Regions from separate parts of the Mus musculus genome. Here region 2 is linked to region 1. The links are chromatin contacts, called in public HiChIP or PLAC-seq maps. All regions are on one chromosome and are shown on one strand. The core of a region is the stretch at or near the end of the contact, and the rest is flanking DNA. Distances in the headings are between cores, read along the strand shown.

Evidence for each region. HiChIP or PLAC-seq counts read pairs in DNA pulled down with a chosen protein or histone mark.
Region 2: a contact with region 1 is called in an H3K27ac HiChIP or PLAC-seq map of embryonic stem cells, with 7 times the contacts expected there. The contact joins two enhancer-like sites. A contact is called at or near these places in 1 of 39 promoter capture datasets (embryonic stem cells), 1 of 484 Hi-C or Micro-C datasets (embryonic stem cells) and 2 of 115 datasets of contacts at active chromatin or transcription factors (both in embryonic stem cells).

The regions. Positions count from the first base shown.
Region 1 is chr8:85,470,153-85,475,355 of GRCm38.p6, forward strand. No RefSeq gene overlaps it. Among named protein-coding and RNA genes, the nearest start is that of Gpt2, 20 kb to the right of the region's middle. Within about 2 kb of position 2,944, at least 8 of the 459 cell types and tissues checked have an H3K27ac peak or open chromatin away from gene starts, as enhancers often do. A contact at or near this core is called in embryonic stem cells, where this site is marked.
Region 2 is chr8:86,754,919-86,760,121 of GRCm38.p6, forward strand. No RefSeq gene overlaps it. Among named protein-coding and RNA genes, the nearest start is that of Siah1a, 12 kb to the left of the region's middle. Within about 2 kb of position 2,618, at least 88 of the 459 cell types and tissues checked have an H3K27ac peak or open chromatin away from gene starts, as enhancers often do. A contact at or near this core is called in embryonic stem cells, where this site is marked.

The DNA.
Region 1 (5,203 bases), core at 1,694-4,193:
TTTTTGATTTTGGGTTGTTGGTTTTTTTTGTTGGGTTTTTTTTTTTTTGGTGTTTTTTTGTTTTTTTTGTTTGTTTGTTTTTGGGTTTTTTTTGTTTTTTCGAGACAGGTTTACTCTATGTAGCCCTGGCTGTCCTGGAACTCATTCTGTAGACCAGGCTGGCCTCGAACTCAGAAATCCACCTGCCTCTGCCTCCCAAGTGCTGGGATTAAAGGTGTGCGCCACCACCATCTGGCTTCTAGCCTGACTTTTGCCAGTTGTTCCATCTATGTGGGGATCAGTCAGAGTCTTGCTTGACTGTGGCTTCCATGAAGCACTGAAGAAGTTGCCTCTGTGTTGACTCTTCTTTGTAGGCTGGACATTGGTTAGAGGTACTGGGTGGGTCTCCATGCCCTCCCTGAATAAGAGAGCAAGTGACTCCCTATACAGGATATTTTTAAAGATGACTCACAGTCCCCTGGTACTGTTGACTTTGGAGGACAAAAGGTAAAATATAGATTCTTTCTAATCCCTCTGTTCTCACAGTCCAGGCTTCCAAGTATTCAACACCCATAAGATCAGTTATACCAGGCTGGAACTATTAACTACTGTGTAGTATTTAGAGAAAGCCTGAGGAAAAATCAAGCACTTTAAACAATTTTATGTATAGGTGTGTGTCTTAGCTACTGTTCTATTTGCTGTGAAGAGACACCATAACCTGGGCATCTCTTATAATGGAAAGCATTTAGTTGCGTGCTAGCTTACAGTTCCAAAGGTTTAGTCATCATCACGGTAGGGAGTGTGGCAGCCAGCAGGCATAGTGCTGGAGAAGTAGCTGATGTTCAGTGCCTGACGTTCAGGCAGCAGGCAGATCGAGGAGTAGAGGCTGCATTGGGACTAGCGTGGGCTTTTGAAACCTCATACCCCACCCTCACTGACACACCGCCTCCAACCTTCCCCATACCTCCTCCTCCTTCCCCAAATCTTCCACTAACCGGGGACTGAACATTCAAACCTACGAGACTATAGGGCCCATTCTCATTTAGACTATCACAGGGTGAGTGCCTATGTGTTATGTATGTTTGTGAACCCATGCATGCCTGGTGCTAGGAGAGGTATTAGAATCCGTGGATCTAGGGCTGGAACGATGGCTTGGAGGTTAATAGCACTGGCTGCTCTTCCAAAGGTCCTGAGTTCAGTTTCCAGCAACCACATGGTTGCTATCTATAATGAGATCTGGTGCCCTTTTTTGGTTTGCAGATAGACATGTAGGCAGAATGCTTAATACATAATAAATAAACATGAGAGAAAGGAAGGAAGGAAGGAAGGAAGGAAGGAAGGAAGGAAGGAAGAAAGAAAGAAAGAAAGAAAGAAAGAAAGAAAGAAAGAAAGAAAGAAAGAAAGAAAGAAAGAAAGAGAGAATCCTGGATCTGGAATTACAGGCTGATGTGAACTGCCTAATGCAGATGCTAAGAAGCTAACCTGAGTCCTCTACAAGAGTTGCAACTGAGCCTTCTAAATTTTAATTAAACATACATTTTTGTTCTTTAATCCAGGCCTTGTTTGGAAGAGATGATCAATAACTACAATGAGCTAAGCAGAAGTTTAAGATCAATGTACTGGGGCTGGTGAGATAGCTCAGTGGGTAAGAGCACCCGACTGCTCTTGCTAAGGTCCGGAGTTCAAATCCCAGCAAGCACATGGTGGCTCACAACCATCCGTAACAAGATCTGACTCCCTCTTCTGGAGTGTCTGAAGACAGCTACAGCGTACTTACATATAATAAATAAATAAATAAAAATTTAAAGATCAATGTACTGAAATTTGAACTTAGAATTTTAACATCATATACCTAATGTCTCATCTTTTACCTATGGAACCTGATTAACCTTCCAGCTTCCTTTCAAAATTGGAAACATCTAGCCATCCTAATCTTCATACCAAAGTTCCCTTTTGCTAAAAATATTGTGTAACTGTGGGTCTTTCTATGTCTACCCCATTTCTCAAATAATGGCACAGAATCTTGTATTTACTTATGACTGCCTTTGGCCTTCAGACTAGGCTTAGGCTTAGGCTTGCCCTTCGACTATCTCTTAACTTGCATTAACCTTTATAGTATTCTATGTCTGCTGCATGGCTGGTTACCTCTCCTCAGTTTCATACATCTGATTTCCTCTGAGTCTGGGTAGTGAATCTCCCATGCTTCTCTCATCCCAGAGTTCCTCTCCCTGACTGCAAGTCCTGTCTTCCTCTTCTCCTTGGCTATAGGACACAGGCTTCTTATTTAACAAATCAGAAGGTGCCTTATGCAGGTAAGGAAGGACAGAGACCACATCTTCACACAGTGCACAAAAACAGTCCTACAGTCTCCCTTTTTTTCCTCTAATACTATCTTCTATGTCTTTTCTTAAAACCTTGAGACATAGGAACATTAACAGATACATTTGCCATCTGTTGTGAGGAGACCAAAATGTCTTCTCGCACCCCCCCCCCCCCCCGTGCCCTTAATTAGGTTCTGATGAAAAACCAACATTTGATTTCACCACAGTTCACCCTGGAAAGACAGTGAGTTTCTTTGGTTTAGCTAGAGCAGGGTTGAGGGGTTACTGACAGGCCACAGAGAACTGTCCTCCGCCAGTATGGGTGGTGGCTTCCACAGAGCGGCAAAGGCGGAGCTCAGTCTTCCTAGTCTTCTCCAGCGTTTCTTTACCTCTGGCTGGAAGGAGGGGCTCAGAACTCAGTGAGGGTCCAGTGACCTCCGTCCTTACTCCTTCTATGGAGGAGAATCAACAGTCAACAAATCCGAGCAGACAGAGCTTCTCCAATAACCAATTAGAAATTCCCCTCTCCCCGCCAGGTTGCTTGTACTCTGATTTTTGAACACTTCACCCACCCTCAGGAATTGGTGTTAGGTGTTCCTTGGCTTTAGGCTCCTGAGAAGCCATCAAGGAGAGCTGGATGTGGTGGTGCAAGCCTTTTGTGCCTTTAGTTCGAGCATTTGCAAGACAGAGACAGGCAGGTCTCATGAGATTAAGGCCAGCCTGGTCTACATAATGAGTTCCAGAACAGCTGGGGATATATAAAGAGACTGTAAGTAAAAAGAAAGTGTGGGAAAACCCAGCTAGTTAAGGTCAAAGTGTACCATTATCCAAATAGCCTTCTGGGCTCGGTGCAAAATGGAATACTCCTTCTACCAGCAGTACCCCTACTCTGACCCTGACCCCCACACACCTAATGAATGTCACGTAACCTTGGTGATTACTTCCTTTCTTCCAAGAAGAACCTGGTCAGCTAACACTTGAAATTCCTGGAATGCCTCCCAATGTTAATGAGTACAACCTTTGCCCACCCTGGATATCCCTGTCCTCTTAAACCAAAACTGGATAACTCTTGAATCAGCCGAAGTAAAGTTGACCACCACTCCACCCCCACTCCCCACCGCCACCTGTAATCTCTGCCTCATTTGCCCTCATGGACCAATACCCACCAAAGATTCCTGGGGGCAGGAGGAGCCTCAGGAAAGAAGGTAGGGAGGGAGGAAGGAAGAGAGGGAAGGAGGGAGGGAGGAAGGAAGAGAGGGAGGGAGGGAGGGAGGAAGAGAGAGAGAGGGAAGGAAGGAAGGAAGGAAGGAAGGAAGGAAGGAAGGAAGGAAGGAAGGAAGGGAATAAAAAGAAGGTAAAGAGTGGCTGGGGCTGCACAGAGCCAAATGCTGGGATTTCACAGACAGGTATTTTTCACGTACTTCATGTCAGTGGCATGTCTCCTTTACTCCAATCTCCCAGATGGCTGGAACACCACAGAGTAGTTGGCCACTTTTTTAGTTTCTTACCTTAGTCTTATGCATAGAAGTTGTCTGGTCGCTATGGCACTGAGGGACTGAGTTAGAGTCTCTGATAGGCAGATAAATAGGTTAAGTGGAAACTTGTAGTTTCTTTGGAAAGTCAGTTATGTCAAATGATGGTTTGCTGGGGCACACAGGTGAAAGGATGTCTTGCTAAAGCAAACAAGTGAAAGACTGCTATCCTGAAGCAGACACAGGTGAAAGGATGTTTTGATATAGCAGACACTTGAAAGAACCTAGGATGAAGGAGTATAAATATGACCCCACAGACATGGGAGGCAAGCATTGGGCTTCAGCCTGGTGTCCTCCTTCTTCACCAAAGACATACATGTATTGGTTCGCCTTACATAGTGTTGTTGAGCCCAACTTGTGTCTGCCAGTGAGAGAAACTTGCCCAAGAACTGCTCGTGAGGTTCCTGCAGCAGGTTGCTGCTTCCATGGCCTCGCCTTAGGCTGACTGGTGAGCCTGGTGGTTTCTTCAGGATTGAACTACAGCTGCCTGGAGTCTGCCTGCCTAGAGGACTGGTCTACAGCTGCTGGATTGTATTTGGTGTTTGCTATGGGACTGAACTGCTGACAAAGAAGATCTTCAAGCTTGCCCCCAAAGAACTATTACTGAACAGGTCCACTTCCCCAAAATCCTAATAACTTTTCTCTTCTACTACCTCTGCTGGGTGGTGAGCTAGAGGAGAGGTTGAACCCTTATTAAAAGTAGGTTGCAAAAAATTTATGCCAACAGACAGGGAAAGGGGTTATGACTAGGTAATAAAGTGACTAACTTCCAAGATGGCTGCCTTCTTCTTCATCCTCCTGACCTGAGACAAAAACTTAAAACAATGGCATTGTGGGTGAAAGGACAACATAAACCCTCTTTGTCTCCATTTAAGGACCAGACTTGATTTTGAAAAAAATAGACATAAGGCACCAGCTCCAGGAATAGACCCTAAGTCCCAGAAACTAGGCCATAAGACACTAGCTCCAGGGGCAGACCATAAAATCCAGAATAAGATCTTAAAACTCCCTCCCAAAGAACAGCTTGGGGATAACCACAAAAATGGGGAAATGTCTTATCTCAGAATGGGCCATCTGTGCTGGGCAGCCCTATTTCATAATATAGTTAAACGTTCATGACATAGGAATGCAGGCCACTGACCACCTGTGACACCCCTAGCACCTACCAATGACATTTTAGATTACCTAATCCTTCTAGAGAATCCCCCGACCCCGTTCCCTAATAAGAAGGCTTGAATGCCTGGGGTAGCCATTTTGGAGAATGGTTGACCCCCTGCATGCTGGATGTTTCTGCAGAATAAACACTTTTTGTTTTTGTATACTATCTGAGTCTGGGGTCTTCCTTCAACAATTTTCAGATCCTTACATGGG
Region 2 (5,203 bases), core at 1,368-3,867, 1.3 Mb after region 1:
CAAGTAATAGGATTCAATGTGGCTTTTTAGGATTTTAGTTTGGTTAACCTTTACCCACCCCAACCCCTATTCGAACCTTTCCATTTCCAGCATTCCCTCTCTCTACATTGATGTCACTTGTGTTATACTATCTCCCTACCTTAAGGCCTCTTCATAGCCCAGGCTGATCTTGAACTCACTATATAGCCCAGGGTGACCTTGAACGTATGCTCTTCCTGCCTCTACCTCCCTATAGGGAGTGTAATAGCAGTGGTTCTCAACCTGTGGGTCTCGACCTCTTGGTGGCTGGATGACCATTTCACAGGGGTCATCTAAGACCATCAGAAAGCGCTGACATGCTCATAACAGTAGCAATATAACAGTTACAAAGTAGCAGCGATATGCTATTACGGTTGGGAGTCATCACAACATGAGGAACTGGATTAAAGTGTCACATCATTAGAAAAGTTGAAACCACTGTTACAGGCTTGCACCACCATGCACCAATTATGTGGTGCTGGGAATCAAGTTGAGGGCTTTGTGCATTCCAAACTGTCAATTGAGCTATGTCTCCAGCTCCTGCTCTCATTTGAATTATTTTAACCACATGAAGCTGACTCTCCATATCCCTCTTCTCTATATCATGGATTTTAAAAACATCTGTTTGTTTTTGAGATAGGTTCTTCCTCTGTAACCTTAGTTAGCCTCAATTTCTGTTAGCCTACCCGTCATTGCCTCCTTCGTGCTGAGACTAAAGGTATGCACTAACTAGCACACCAAGCTTGGATGATTTTCTTGTCCTTACACGATAAAGAATACAGCCTAACAACTGTTTCTGTGCATGTCATCGCAGTAGGCATTTAAAGTTAGAGATGATTTCAAGCTGGTGGTAGAGCACCCAGCACGCCCAGCCTCTTCAGTCACCTCTCCATACCACACAAATGAAGAGACTAATCTCAACTGTAGGGAGGCTAAGGAAGAAGTGGGGAGGGACTAGCCTGGCCTGGAATACACAGTCTCAAAATAAATCAATAAAAATGTAAAAGGGCTAAAGATGTAGCACAGTGAGAGAGTGCTTGCCTAGTTTTCTAAAGATCCTTGGCTCCATCCCTGGCATGTCACTAAATAAATACACAGGAGACTGCACGGATTGTATGCAAGTAGGCCCTTTATTCAAACACCTGCCCATCCTGGTACCTGAAAAATGTCTTAGGAAAAATCTCCCATGAATACAGCTTAGCACTGCATTGGTTTTTGGGGTTTTTTTTCGGTTTTTTAGTTTTTGTTTTTTTTTTGTTTTTGGGTTTTTTTGTTTTTGTCTTTATTTTTGTTTTTTTTCTGTCTTTCTTTTTTGGGTGTGTGTGTGTATATATAGGGGGATCTTTCTCTGTTGACCAAGCTGGACTGGAACCCACAAACATAGCACAAGCTGTCTCAGAACTTATAGCAATCTTTCTGCCTTAATCCTTCCACTGTTGATGCTGGGATTACAAGCCTGCTCCTACAATGCTTGGTTTTATATTGTGCTGTTTTTATAACTAAAGATAACAAGAACAATCAAAATTCCCCCAAAATAAAGCCTCTGTGATTACTAAATAAGAACTAGGCACAGAAGCCATTGGCACACACCTTTAATCATAGCACTTGGGAGGCAGAGGCAGGCAGATTTTTGAGTTCAAGGCCAGCCTGGTCTACAAAGTGAGTTCCAGGACAGCCAGGGCTACACAGAGAAACCCTGTCTCGAAAAAACAAAAAACAAAAAACCATAAAAAAAGGACTTCTAATGGATATATGTAAGTTGGAGACCATGAGAATTCCTGTGACCTGCCTGAAGTAGGTCCTGAGAATTGAACCAGGGTCTCTCAGGAAGAGCAGTCAGTGTTCTTAACCACTGAGCCATCTCCCCAGCCACTATCCCCATGAGTGAATCTTTAACTCCAGTACCAACAAACTGCATGCTGAAGCAAGAGGATGGAGATTTTTGAGAGCAGCCTGAATTACATAGGAAGACCCCCCCCCTCCAATAAATAAATAAATAAATAGGAGGATGTGGAGGATGTGGAGAAGTGAAGAGCACTTGCCTGGTCTGTATGAGTCTGAGTTCAGCTCCCAGTGTAAAACAGGAGGACATTTTTAACCTGACTAACCTGACTTTTCAGTAATGTATTGCATTTCTTTTCTTTCTTTTAAAGCTACGCTCAAAATACTGCTCAGGATTACATCATTATGGTTTCAATGAGCCAAAAATTCAACTTCCTCTATTACCCAGAATAATAACTCTTAAGAGCTAAAAACTTCAAAGCACTTCACGAGCATTTAATTAGTCCTCTCTGGTGCCAAAGAGAAGGACATAGATATTCACAGAACTTCATCTGACATCGTTCAATTTGGCGAGACTTCTGCTGGCTTCGAAAAGCCGTGTCTGTCCCACGAAGGTTATTTGGGCCACCTTGCATCAGTCGCCCTTACCTAATGAAACCTGGTAATCCAAGCGGTTCGAATTGCCATCTCCTTGGACTCTGGTAGGGCAAGGGGAGCTGCTGAAAGCCTGGAAGAGAAAGGGCAGCAATTCCTCTGAGAGCGGAGTACAAAGCGCATCTGTAGGGAACCTGCTGAGATGGAGCGCGTGATTGAGGCCGGAGCGATTGCATCAGCGTCTGATTGACTCCCTGGAACTGGGGCAGGATGGTAACCGGGCTCTTCTCAGAACTCCGGCTCTCCTGAGGCCCTGAGCACCGGCAGGCGGGCTCCACTATGCTCATAGCTTACCTCCTGTGCGTGGGAAGCTCCTGGCCACCCTTTTCTCTCTATTCAAACTAGCTTCCTGCGGAAGGTCTAACGAAAATAGAGCAGCCATGCCCGGGAGACCCAGTCCAGAGGTGACTGTCTTCTCACAGCCTCACCGCCCCCATCAAAACCTGGTCCAGTTCTTAAAATTCCCACCACATGATCTGTTACACAATTGCAGGAATGACATCAAATCTTACTCCTTTTTTTTTTTTTTTTTTTAAGACTAATATCTTGATTTGTAGCCCAGGCTGCTCTTGAACTCCCTATAGAGCTCAGGTTGACCTCCATCTCTTGGCAATCCTCCTGCCTCAACCTCAAGTAATGGAATTTCAGGCTTGTGTCACCAAGCCCACCTTCTGATTTTTTAAAGAAGGCATTAGTATATATTAGCATTGTGTCCACATATGTGTATGTTATGTGTGGGCTTGGTGCAGTTAGGGGTCCGAAGAGGGTTTCAGTCTCCCTTTACTGGAGTTATAGACACTTGGGAACCACCATGTATGGTGGGAATAGAACTCGGGACCTATGCAAGAGTAACAAATGCTCTTAACTGCTGAGTTATCTCTCTAGTTCCCATCTTCAGATCTTAATTTCAATTCTGGTGCAAAAAGACTTAAGAAATGTTTATTGAGTGCCTATTACACGTCAGACATTTGTGGAGTCCTGGATCTGGCTTCCTTTTTCAGAAAATAACTGCACTGCAGATCCACTGGTGGAGGCTCCAGCCAGCAACCCCAGAGGGGCTCTACAGAGCAGAAGGGGCAAGTTCATCAGGTGCTGTTCGACTGTCAGGAGTGGGAAGGAATCATCCCCTGGGGTTTCAACTTCGTTTCACAGTCTGAAAGATCAACCCCAAGGCCTTGCACATGTTAAGCAAGCGCTCTACCATGGAAGGACAGTCTATGTCCAACTTTGCTCTTTTTTCTTTTTCTTTTTTTAATCATTGTCAGAATATTCTGCAGAACCACAGATCATCTACAGTGTTCCTCATGTCACATGATTCTTGTTTTGTTTTTCGAGGCAGGGTTTCTCTGTATAGCCCTGGCTATCCTGGAACTCTCTCTGTTAACCAGGCTGGCCTTGAACTCAGAAATCCACCTGCCTCTGCCTCCCAAGTGCTGGGATTATAGGCGTGAGCCACCACTGCCTGGCATGTCACATGATTCTTAAGTCACTTCACTTTTCTGTTCAAATGATAAAGCCTGATAGTAGGAGTTAGCCAGAGCCCTCATGGGCTCTGTACAACCCACTAGCCAAGACGAGTTTTTACATTTTTTTTAAGTGGTTAGGAAAAGATAATTGTGACACATGAAAATTACCTAAAGGTACAATTTTTAGTGTTCCTTAGTAAATTTTAATGTGATGTAGCCACACCCATTTATTTACATACTGTCCACTCTAAAAATTGCTACAATAGCAGAATTGAATACTGGCTTCCTGGACTACACTGCCTGCCTTAGCTAAATATTTACTCTCTTGCTCTTTTTAGAAAGTTTGCCAACCTCTGCTACAGAGTAAACACATTGATACAAGCCTTTGAAAGTCTTAGAGCCTTATCGTTTGTCACAAATGAATAGTAAACTAGAAAAGATAATTTTAAAACCGAAGTACAAATAAGTGGTGGCTAGAAAAGATAATTGTAAAGGAAAGTAAACCTTTGGCACATCCTTTAGTGAGGCCTCAAGAGGCCCTGCTGAGCACACGGGCTAGGGAGCCGGCTCTCTACTCTGGCTGATAACAGAGAGCAGCAGTAAAGTAGCTCATGGTCTAATGTGAGCAAGGTTAAGGGCTGTACACACTAGTTACTGTCCTAGCCTCCTGACGCTTGACTGACACAACTTCCTCAAAGTCACAGCAGTAGAAAGAGACACCTTCTGGATTTTACCAGGCTTGGGAATTTCAGGACTATGGCAACGTAAACATTAACCCACCATAATTTGACACACTGTGACACCTGTATGGTACCAAGCCAAAAAGCCCATTCCTTAATCTGTTCTCAGAAGAATCTATGGAGTGGGAAGACACAAATGAACAGAGCTGTGAAGAGAGCGGGGAGAGGCGAGGTCTCGACCACAGCACAAGATGGACAGCAAGCAGGGGCAAAGAGGGCTTGGCTTGTAAGAAGGCTGAGGTCTGTGTTTTTTTTTTTTTAAAGATTTATTTATTATTATATCTAAGTACACTGTAGCTGTCTTCAGATGCACCAGAAGAGGGCATCAGATTTCATTACAGATGGTTGTGAGTCACCATGTGGTTGCTGGGATTTGAACTCAGGACCTTCGGAAGAGCAGTTGGTGCTCTTAACCACTGAGCCATCTCTCCAGCCCCAGGTCTGTGTATTTCTAAGGACAACGGGGAATTGGAGAGGCAGGGTGTAAAGAGTGGAGGAAAACTCAAAGCCCAGGAGAAGCAGGAGGAGGCCGTGAAAGGGAGC